Regions from separate parts of the Mus musculus genome. Here all the other regions are linked to region 2. Evidence: chromatin contacts called from public Hi-C and promoter capture Hi-C data. All regions are on one chromosome and are shown on one strand. The core of a region is the stretch at or near the end of the contact, and the rest is flanking DNA. Distances in the headings are between cores, read along the strand shown.

Region 1 (3,016 bases), core at 90-2,589, 410 kb after region 2:
TGGAGAACTGCACTCTTCTACCCCTACCCTTCCTAACATCCCCTACCACCAGGTCCACACCCTCTTCCGCTGAAACCACAGCTCATGCTATCGGGGGTGGGGGTTGGGGGGGGGGAACTCTTTAAGAAGCCAAGTGGTAAATGAGGAAAATACCTAAAAAAAAAAAAAAAAGCCAAGTAGTAGTGACACACCCCTTTAATCCCAGCACTTGGGAGGCAGAGGCAGGTGGATCTCCAAATTCGAGGCCAGCCTGATCTACAGAGTGACTTCCAGGACAGCCAGGGCTACACAGAGGAACCCTGTCTTCAAACAAAGCAAAGCAAAACATAACAGATCTCAAGCAGGGTGTAGTGCCATCGTGCCTGGATTGTCAGCACTCTGAAGGGCAAAGCAGGAAGAATCTGAGTCCCAAGGCCAGCATGCGCTACATAGTGAGACCCTGTCTAAAATTCTTAAAAAGCAGATTCCAGATGACAATCCTTCTTGCTCCCCCAGGACAAAGTCTGGAGAAGTCACTAGCACCAAACCTACTAGTTCAGGGATGTACCCTACTCTCTCAGTCTTTATCTCTTAACCTTTGATCAGCTGTCCTTCCGTGACACTGAATAGAGCCCATCTGTCCAAACTTCCTCCCAGCCGAACCACTGACCCTTTAATCATACAGAATTATGGCAAGTCTAAGCGGAGCAATACACTGGGCTACTGAGGCCTGCATGGAGCCTGCATCGGAGCTAGTGAGGAGACAACTGACATACAGAAAGTCAGGCAGTATAGAATTGATCAGATAATTAAGGGAAGGTGTCTCAGAGGAGCTGACGTTTGGGCCAGGAAAGAATCAGGAAAGTGCTGGCCTGATTAACGGATATTCCACGGCCACTCCAAATACTACTCACACTTTCCCTCACTTTTGAGGAAGCGCCTGGGAACCTGGCGCCCAGACCAGGCTGGCCACCTCATCGGAGGGGCGTGGCAGTGAACAGATTTGTGAAGCTCCCACTTCGGCCACTTACGGTGAGGCTGCCACACTCGGGACTCCAGGGAAGCCACCCTCCCCCGCCCCACGAGGGCCAGTGGGCAGCCGCAAGCATGCAGGGGCTCTGCAGGTACCACTCGCCCAGCCCGGCTCTCGGTTCCGGTGCCCCAGAGAAGAAGCGCGCAGCCCGCAGCCCGCGGCCACAGAGCAACTCCAGTCAGAGCTCGGAGGCTGTCACCCACTGTTCAGCTAGGAATACCGAGGCAGGCCACCTCTACGCGGGCCGCAGGCAGGGCAAGGGACAAGCTCAGCACTCACCGCACAGTGGACGCCATGTTCACTCGGCGCTAGCGTCACGTGGAGTGCAGCGTCAGCTGAACCAGCTAGGGTTCCTCTGAGGAGGACGGGGCGGGGCCAGGGCGGGATTTTTAATGGGCGTGGTGGCTTCAGTCCCTCCCACTCCAGCTCCGGACTTCACACCCTTAAGTGGAGGAGTCCTGCAGCTGATTAAGCATCTCAGATTCCCACAAGAAACTAGAAGGAACTTGAGCAGCAACCCAGAAGGCTTTCCCTCTTGGGAAGAAGTGTCCTGAGACAGGAGATCAATTGATTCTAGGTTAGCCCCTGACCTTGTGTGTATGTTGCCGCCCACCCGCGAGAAGAACATACAAGAATAAAGAAACCATGGGGATCCACTTCTGTATCATTGGGAATAGAGGCCCCTTGGTCTTGCAAACTTTATATGCCCCAGTACAGGAGAACGCCAGGGCCAAGAAGTGGGAGTGGGTTGGTAGGGGAGCGGGGGGGGGGGGCGCATAGAGGACTCTTGGGATAGCATTTGAAATGTAAATGAAGAAAATATCTAATAAAAATTTTTTAATTTTAAAAAATAAATAAATAAATATTTATTCATATGGTAAAGAAAAAAGAAAAAAGAAACCATGGGGAGGAGGGCCAAAGATGATGGAGAGCTGGGACAACTGGAGTAATAGAAGCCTCCAGCATTCAGGAAAGGGAGTCTGGGGAGAAAGTCTCTGGCTGAGAGATAAGCAAGGCCTTCAGGGTCTTGTATATAAGTTGGAGAGTTAAATCTAATAGGCTCTAGTCCAAACCTCCTCAAGTGCAAGATGGAGGAGCTGAAGAAAGAGAAGCAGGGGCAGGGGCAGAGCAGGGGAGGGGAGGATGAGGTGGGGAATAGCAGAGCTGAGCCCTGGTGATAGAGGAGAGTCCTACAGAGAAATGAGCATCAGAAGGCAGGCACTGCCCTCCTTACTCTCAGCACTTAAAGACACTGGTTCAAGTGCTTTGCAGATGTTAGCACCACTGCTCACAGTGGTCTCACAAAAGCCCCATGAGGAAGGCAGGTGCTGTCTTAGCACCATCTTACAGAGGAGGAGACTAAGGTCCAGAAGGGTAAGCAACATGCCTGACCTCACACAGACTCTTGAGAACTTGGACACACACACACACACAGAGTGCATTAGCTCCATCTTCAGCTAAAGAGTCTCGACTCCCTAATAAGGGACGCCTTTTTAAAAATAGCAGAGGAGGAGCAGGTTTGTAGTAGGAAAGCCTGCCCCCAGCTAATCACAGCCCCACTTCTTTTGACATAAAATATGTCAAAATTAAACCAACTGCCAGCTTAATGCTTATTAATGTGTAAAAGAAGTAATTATCCTAAATATTTACAGAAGAGAGGCAGAGAACACCCAGCCATTGAACGGAGCACTCTTTCTGTAGTGTTAACCGGGAAGCACTACCCACGGCTCCTGCCCACCCAGGCCCATCTGCACAGTGGGCCTCGAGGCAGGGTCTGCTCTGACAGTCGGTTTTTTTCTGTGTCAGACACCTGCTGCCTCTCCCCGCCCCTCCCCATCAGAGGCTCCAGCAGGACCGGCCCCTCCCCCACTCTTGCTCAAGACCCTCTCCAGCAAGCCTGACCACATCCCTCGCTGCTCTCTATCAGACTCCATCATGGCCCTGCCACGTATCACAACTCCGCATCAAAGGCTGAGGCAGAGGATCCTCCTCCCCTGTTCCTGC
Region 2 (3,095 bases), core at 456-2,955:
GAGAGGCCATGTGGGAACATTGGTGAGGAAAGGGAGAGAGAGAAAAGGAGGAAAAAACGGGGGTAGGAATGGGGGTAGGGAGAGAGAGAGATTGAGATTGAGAGAGAGAGGAGGGGTGTGGGTAGGGAGTAGTCCTTGACAGCAAGCTATTGCTAGGTCACTGTTGGGAGGGACATAGAGTTGTCTGTAAGCCAACAAGGGCGGTAAGAAAGGCTTCATTGGGAGTGGCTATGATCAGCGGGCATTGCTGCTTTGTTGCATTGTTATGAGCTTCTCAAAAATTAAAGGAAGGGGCTGGAGCGATGGCTCAGTGATTAAGAGCACTGACTGCTCTTCCTGAGTTCAATTCCCAGTGGTTCACAACCATCTGTTTGTTTGTTTATTTGCTTTCGAGACACTTTCTCTATGTAACAGAGGCCTGGCAGCCCTGGACTCACTTAGACAACTAGGCTGACATTAAACTCATAGAAATCCCCCTGCCTCTGCCTCCTCTGCCTCCTCTGCCTCCTCTGTCTCTGCCTCTGCCTCCTCTGCCTCCTCTGCCTCTGCCTCTGCCTCTGCCTCTGCCTCTGCCTCTGCCTCTGCCTCTGCCTCTGCCTCTGCCTCTGCCTCTGCCTCTGCCTCTGCCTCTGCCTCTTGAGTGCTGAGATTAAAAGTGTGAGTCACCAAGCCAGGCTGAATCACACCCCCCCCCGCCCCCCCACGTCTTGGCCAAGCTTGTGAAGTGAGATAACAGCGCCCATTGGCAGATGTCTGTACCTTAGATTTTCTGAAGGACCTCTCATTCTTAGCCCACTTGGTCTGCTTCTCTCTCTCTTTTCTAATTATTTGATTATTTATTATAGTGTCTCATTGTGTAGTTTAGGCTGATGTCCAGCTCTCTATCCATGCTTGATATCTTGTTTCTTGTCTTTCACCAATTTCCTTAGCGTGCAGGGTTCTGATATTCTCAGGGTCGGCAAATCCTTCCAAAAGTCTAGGAGGGGGCCTCACTTTTGCAAATATAAAGATGACAAGTATATTGTGTGTGAGTGTGTGTGTGGCCCGATTCATACGATGTGCACTAAAGACACATCTGCCTGTTGGTTCCTTCCCATTTCCGGTGTAGAGGGCCAGACAGTGGCCACTGGGCAAGCACTTTTCCGGAAGCTGGTTGGGACCGGTGGAAGATCGGGTTGGCACTTATTGCTGGCTGAGGCAATTAAGCAGGGGCGAAGGAGCCAGTCGCAGGACTGGCTGTACGGAATTACAGAGACTCTGCCCTGCGTCCGAATATTTGGTTTCCAGCATCTTATCGCTGTGTCCTTCCAGTACTCAGGCGCATGGCAGAGCCAGGATGGGGTGTACAGAGACCAATATTGTTTTTGTTGTTTGTTTGTTTTCGTTTTCTTCTTCTTCTTTTTTTTTTTTTCTCGAGACGAGACAGGGTTTTTTTGTGTAGCTTTCATTGTCCTGAAACTTTCTTTGTAGACCAAGCTGGCCTCGAACTCAGAGATTCTCCTGCCTCTGCCTCCTGACTGTTAGGATTAAAGGCGTGCGCTATCACTTCCCGGCACAGATACAAATCTTATCTGCAGTCGGACTTGCATAGGACTATGATTTGCGAGGAGGAGGTGACATTTCCCCCTCAAACAAGTCTTTATAGAATGCTCCAGTTCACAGAAGCGAAACTGAATGTTTTTGGCCTATAGAGGCTCCCGTAGCGAGGGGGCGGAGCCCGGAAGGAGCAGGATGGCGGCGCTGGACAGTGACAGCGACGAGGATCTGATCAGCTATGGAACGGGCCTGGAGCCTCTGGACGAAGGTGCGGGTCCGATGGCCGGCGGTGTCTGAAGGGCGCAGGCTGAGAGTCCAGCACGTGGGCGACAGCGACATCTCGTCCTGGGTCTGGGCTCGCTCGCTGTGGGCACAGGGAACACGCTGGAGAGGCTTGTGCACTGCACTTGGGCGCCGCGTTCTCGGGGGGCAGAGAAGGACGCGGAGGGCTGGGAGATGCAGGAATGACTAGGCAACATGGGTATGATGGAGGGCGGTCAGTCAGTCTCTTGTCCCGAGGCAACGTTTGCACCCGTCCTTGAAAGTAAAAGAAACCAGACCTGGAAAATCTGGGGAGAAACACTTGAGATAGGAAATCCCTTAAAGTGGCAGACAGCTTAGCAGTCTAGGGATAGTCAGGATTCGTGTGGGTGGCCCTTGCCATGGTAAGGAATCTGGAGTGTGTGTGTCCCTGAGGAGGGAACCTCGTGCATTCTAGGCTAGTGTGTTACAACTGAGCTACATATCCAACCCCAAGAATTGGAATCTTTCCTTTTTCTGACAGGGTCTCATGTAACCCATGCTGACATCAAACCCCACTTTATAGCCCAGACTGGACTTGAACTCTTGATCCTCCTATTCTTGTGTAACATGTGCTTGGTTTGCAGCTGTGTGCCGTCACACCCAGCCAGGAGTTTGGCTCTTATACTACGGGTATTGGTTCAGTTTACACAAAGAGAAATGCATTTCTTCCCTTTTACTTTTTTTTTGGGGGGGGGGGAACAGGGCCTTGCTAGCTCCACTTGGCTGGACTCACAGTATTTTAGCAGCCTCTGCCTCTCAGGTGCTGGTGTTAAAGGTGTGTAGTGCCATGCCTGGCAGGATGCATGTTTTAACATTATGTTTGCTTTAATTTTGAGAGTAGTTTCCTTGGGGGGTGGGCAGGAATGAAGCAGGGAGACTGTGGTTGTGTGGACTGGAGAGTTAGCAGCAACAGCTGTTGAGTAGGTTTTGCATGGAGCAGACTTGACCGGTGTTGACTGGAGTTGCTCGTGAAATACAGAAATACAGGGGTGAAGGTAAGATGAAGCAAGGCTCTGTGGCGTTTCCGGTCTGTTTCACTTAATGACTAGGTTTATCTACTGGGTGTCCATACCGCTGATGGGAGTGCTAACATTGTGGGGAAGATAGAGGAGTCACAGTGGTGGACCAGAAGTTACCTGTAGACTTTTGTTGGTGAGGCTTCCCCCCACTGCCGCCTCCTGCTTCCCATCCTGACCTGTTGGCTATACCTCTGAGACATTTTCACTGAGACTCTTACTGCCTTTTTTTTTTTTTTG
Region 3 (2,865 bases), core at 128-2,627, 260 kb after region 2:
GGACTTCTTTCCTTAAGTGTCTATGAAAATGGGGCTTGAATCATGTCTCTGTAGTTCTCAGAGTAAGCTCCCTGTGGGCAGGGACAGTGTGTTTGTCTTCTTCCATTGCTGACTCTTAGTCCACACTTTAGCACATACCGTTCTTGTAATCAGGAAAAGAATTACAGGATATCAGCTAAAGAGGAAATCTCAAGACTCCTGGGCATTGACTGCTGGCTGTGGAAGGCTTGCCTAGACACAACACAGAATGCAGCTGGCAGAGCGGCTGGCAAAAAAGAGGCTAACTCAATATACATATGACATGCAAGGATGTTTTTATTTTCGATAGTTTTTATATGACTAGAAAACATTAGGGGTAAAATCGTGGTCTTTGTGAGAAACAAAGCACGGTTCACCTTTCATAGTGCTAAGTCTTGGGAAAAAAATGGCTCTTAACACAGCGATCCAAACCTAAAGAAACATACTGACTGGTTTTGAGACATTAGCTCCCCAAGTGTGCATGGGGTTATCAGGGGTCATTCTCTGTGGTTGACTTTTTTTTTTTCAGGTATTTTCATCTCTCAGGGATTCCTCGAAGTCTTATGTGGAGAGCTGCTCTCCTGGCCTTGGCGATGAAGAAACATTTCCCTTCTGAAAGCCAGAGAGTTTTGAATGATAAGCATTGCTAAAGAGGAAGCAATCAAACCTTTCGGGCAGGCTCTGCCTTCCACCCAGCGCTGCTTCCTGTTTTTCAAAACACAAAAACAAAAAGCAACACAAAACAAAACAAAACAACAAAAAAACCCGCTTTTTGATTCTCTTGTGAACTGTTCCCGGGAGACCCAGGCTGGACCACTTGTCACTTTTAAGAGAGCACCTCATATCCATCATCTGCTCTCCGGAGGTGAGCACACTTTGGAAATCGTGATTTGTTCGGCAGCCACAGTCTGCTGTTGTCAAGCGTCTGACAAGTGCTAACCCTAGCACTGGACAGTTTTTCCTTAACGTGCTTTTATCAAAATAAATGTGCAGATGCCTCAGGGCCGTGAGGCCTAAACAAACAAAAAACCCACCCTAACTCAAAAATCCACCTGAGGAAATGTCTTTTCCCTAAGGCAGGTGAGGCCCTCGTAACTCTGATAGAACTTTGCTTGCCATGGGTCACTCCCAAGGCTCAGGGCCACCGCCTGCCACCACCGACAGCCTAAGGGGGAAACCACCGAGCGCGCCTCCAGCCAGCGCCGGTGCTGCCACGCCCACCACGCCCGTTCCGCCGCGCGCCCGCCTCTCGCCGGCACACGGCCTGTGATTGGCTGGTGGAGCTGCCCATCTCTAGAGGCGAGCGCGTCGTTCTCCAAGCAGCGCTTCTATTGGTCACGGCGGCGGCGGCAGCGCGCGGACCCGAAGAGGCGGGGAAAACCGGTGGCCGCGGTGGCGGAACGGGCGGAGGTTGCCGGTTTCGTAACCGTCGCTCCTCCTCGCCGACTCGCGGGCTGCGAGGCCTGGGTCGGGTCGGGTCGGGCCGCGCCGCGCGGGGCCGCTCGGAGTGGAGGCCGTCTGGGGGCGGGCGGGCCGGCCGGAGGCGCAGGTAAGGAGGCCGCGGGTTGTAGCTCGGAGGGGTTGGGGGAGGAGGCCGCGGCCGAGCCCGCCGCTCGCGTAGGCGCCGACCCGGCCGGAGGAGACCCGGCCCTGCCCGATTCGGCAGGTTGGCCCGGAAGGCTCCTGGCGGCTTGGCGGCGCGGGCGGGGGCCCGGAGCGGCGTCTGATGCAACCTGCGGGCAACACCCGGCGGGGCTGAGCTCATCCCTGGCCACGGCCCAGCGCCGCCGCGCTTGGCGCCGACCCCCGCGCTCCCCCGGGCGCCCCCTCACCACAGTCGGGGAAGGGATGGAGTACCAGGTGGTCCCTCCAGAACCTGCCCCTCGGCGACGTGCAGCGTGACAAGCCTGGCGCGCATTGGCCCCTAGGGATGGAGGGTGTTCCTAGAATAGAAGGTGGACCGAATCTTACTTTGGAGCCACCTAGGACTCTCTTCCTGTCGGCTTCCCAAACGGCTCGGTCTGGGGGGGATGGCCCGGGTCCTATTTGGAGTTAATAACCTAGTGGTCATCTAGGGAAGGCACTCGAGTTTTTACACACGTAACGTTGCAAGAGGGAGATTTCGTTTGTTTTTTTGGACGCGGTCGTGTGTCCTGCAGTTCACTGGGAGGGGGAGGACATCCTAGATGATCGCGCACCAGACGCAGAAGGTCAAGCCATGAAGCCTTTCCTTAGCTCGCCTGGAGGGAGCTCGGGAAAAGAGCCAGCGGAGGTATCCAGGTGGGGAAGTTGGGCATGCGGGTGTGAGAATTGTTTCTCTTTCCAAGTGGGCTTGTGTATTTCTGGTCTTAAGAAGGTTGGCATGCTTTGTTTTGCTCTGCTCCTTCTTGCTTTTTTGTTTGTTTCTTTGTAAACTGCATCATAAGATGTATCAAATTTAGAAAGGTTTTAACCTTTGTGGGTTGCACAACAGCTGGGTGTTGTGTCTCTTGAGTTTCCACCCACTTGAATCCTTATTTGAATATATTATCATTGAGTGCAGACCTGTCTCACAGAGGGAATTTGAAACAAAGCACCATAAGGTCTTTCTCTATTGAGAAATTGTACATAGAAGAATTCAGAGTATGGTAGGCAAGCCCCTCTACCTCTGAGCCACATTTCTAGCCTTCAAAGCGCTCTAAGGTCTGTTCATCTATGGCCACTTGAGTAGTAGTAATGATAAGCTAGCTATCCCTGTGGTCATTTCCCTGTTCCTGAAAAACTGTAAATAATGACAGGATGCTACTGAGCTGAAAAAAAGCTTGAGCCTGTTTCCTGAGTCTGATGGACATGCTTGACTGACTCAGT

The links. Promoter capture Hi-C pulls out the DNA fragments that hold promoters and counts their contacts. A called contact is a pair of places that touch in the nucleus more often than the background predicts.
Region 1: a contact with region 2 is called in a Hi-C map of CD8 T cells, with 4 times the contacts expected there. The contact joins the promoter of Pepd here to the promoter of Gpatch1 in region 2. A contact is called at or near these places in 2 of 39 promoter capture datasets (embryonic stem cells and liver), 1 of 15 datasets of contacts at CTCF or cohesin (the NIH/3T3 cell line), 2 of 484 Hi-C or Micro-C datasets (CD4 T cells and CD8 T cells) and 2 of 9 other capture datasets (adipose tissue and liver).
Region 3: a promoter capture Hi-C map of pre-B cells shows a contact between it and region 2, with 4 times the contacts expected there. The contact joins the promoter of Cebpg here to the promoter of Gpatch1 in region 2. A contact is called at or near these places in 4 of 39 promoter capture datasets (the C10 cell line, the HPC-7 cell line, liver and 1 more), 2 of 484 Hi-C or Micro-C datasets (CD4 T cells and regulatory T cells), 2 of 115 datasets of contacts at active chromatin or transcription factors (extraembryonic endoderm stem cells and memory CD8 T cells) and 1 of 9 other capture datasets (liver).

Annotation. Positions count from the first base shown.
Region 1 is chr7:34,910,730-34,913,745 of GRCm38.p6, reverse strand. Pepd (peptidase D) reads right to left here and starts at 1,339. Exons shown (of 15, transcript NM_008820.2): 1 at 1,292-1,339. The coding sequence starts at 1,308.
Region 2 is chr7:35,317,050-35,320,144 of GRCm38.p6, reverse strand. Gpatch1 (G patch domain containing 1) reads left to right here and starts at 1,705. Exons shown (of 20, transcript NM_026181.1): 1 at 1,705-1,804. The coding sequence starts at 1,732.
Region 3 is chr7:35,055,078-35,057,942 of GRCm38.p6, reverse strand. Cebpg (CCAAT/enhancer binding protein (C/EBP), gamma) reads left to right here and starts at 1,377. Exons shown (of 2, transcript NM_009884.3): 1 at 1,377-1,567. Gm45095 (serine/arginine repetitive matrix protein 1-like) reads right to left here and starts at 2,460. Exons shown (of 2, transcript XM_030243153.1): 1 at 1,851-2,460; 2 at 298-1,751. The coding sequence starts at 1,936. The coding sequence ends at 1,184.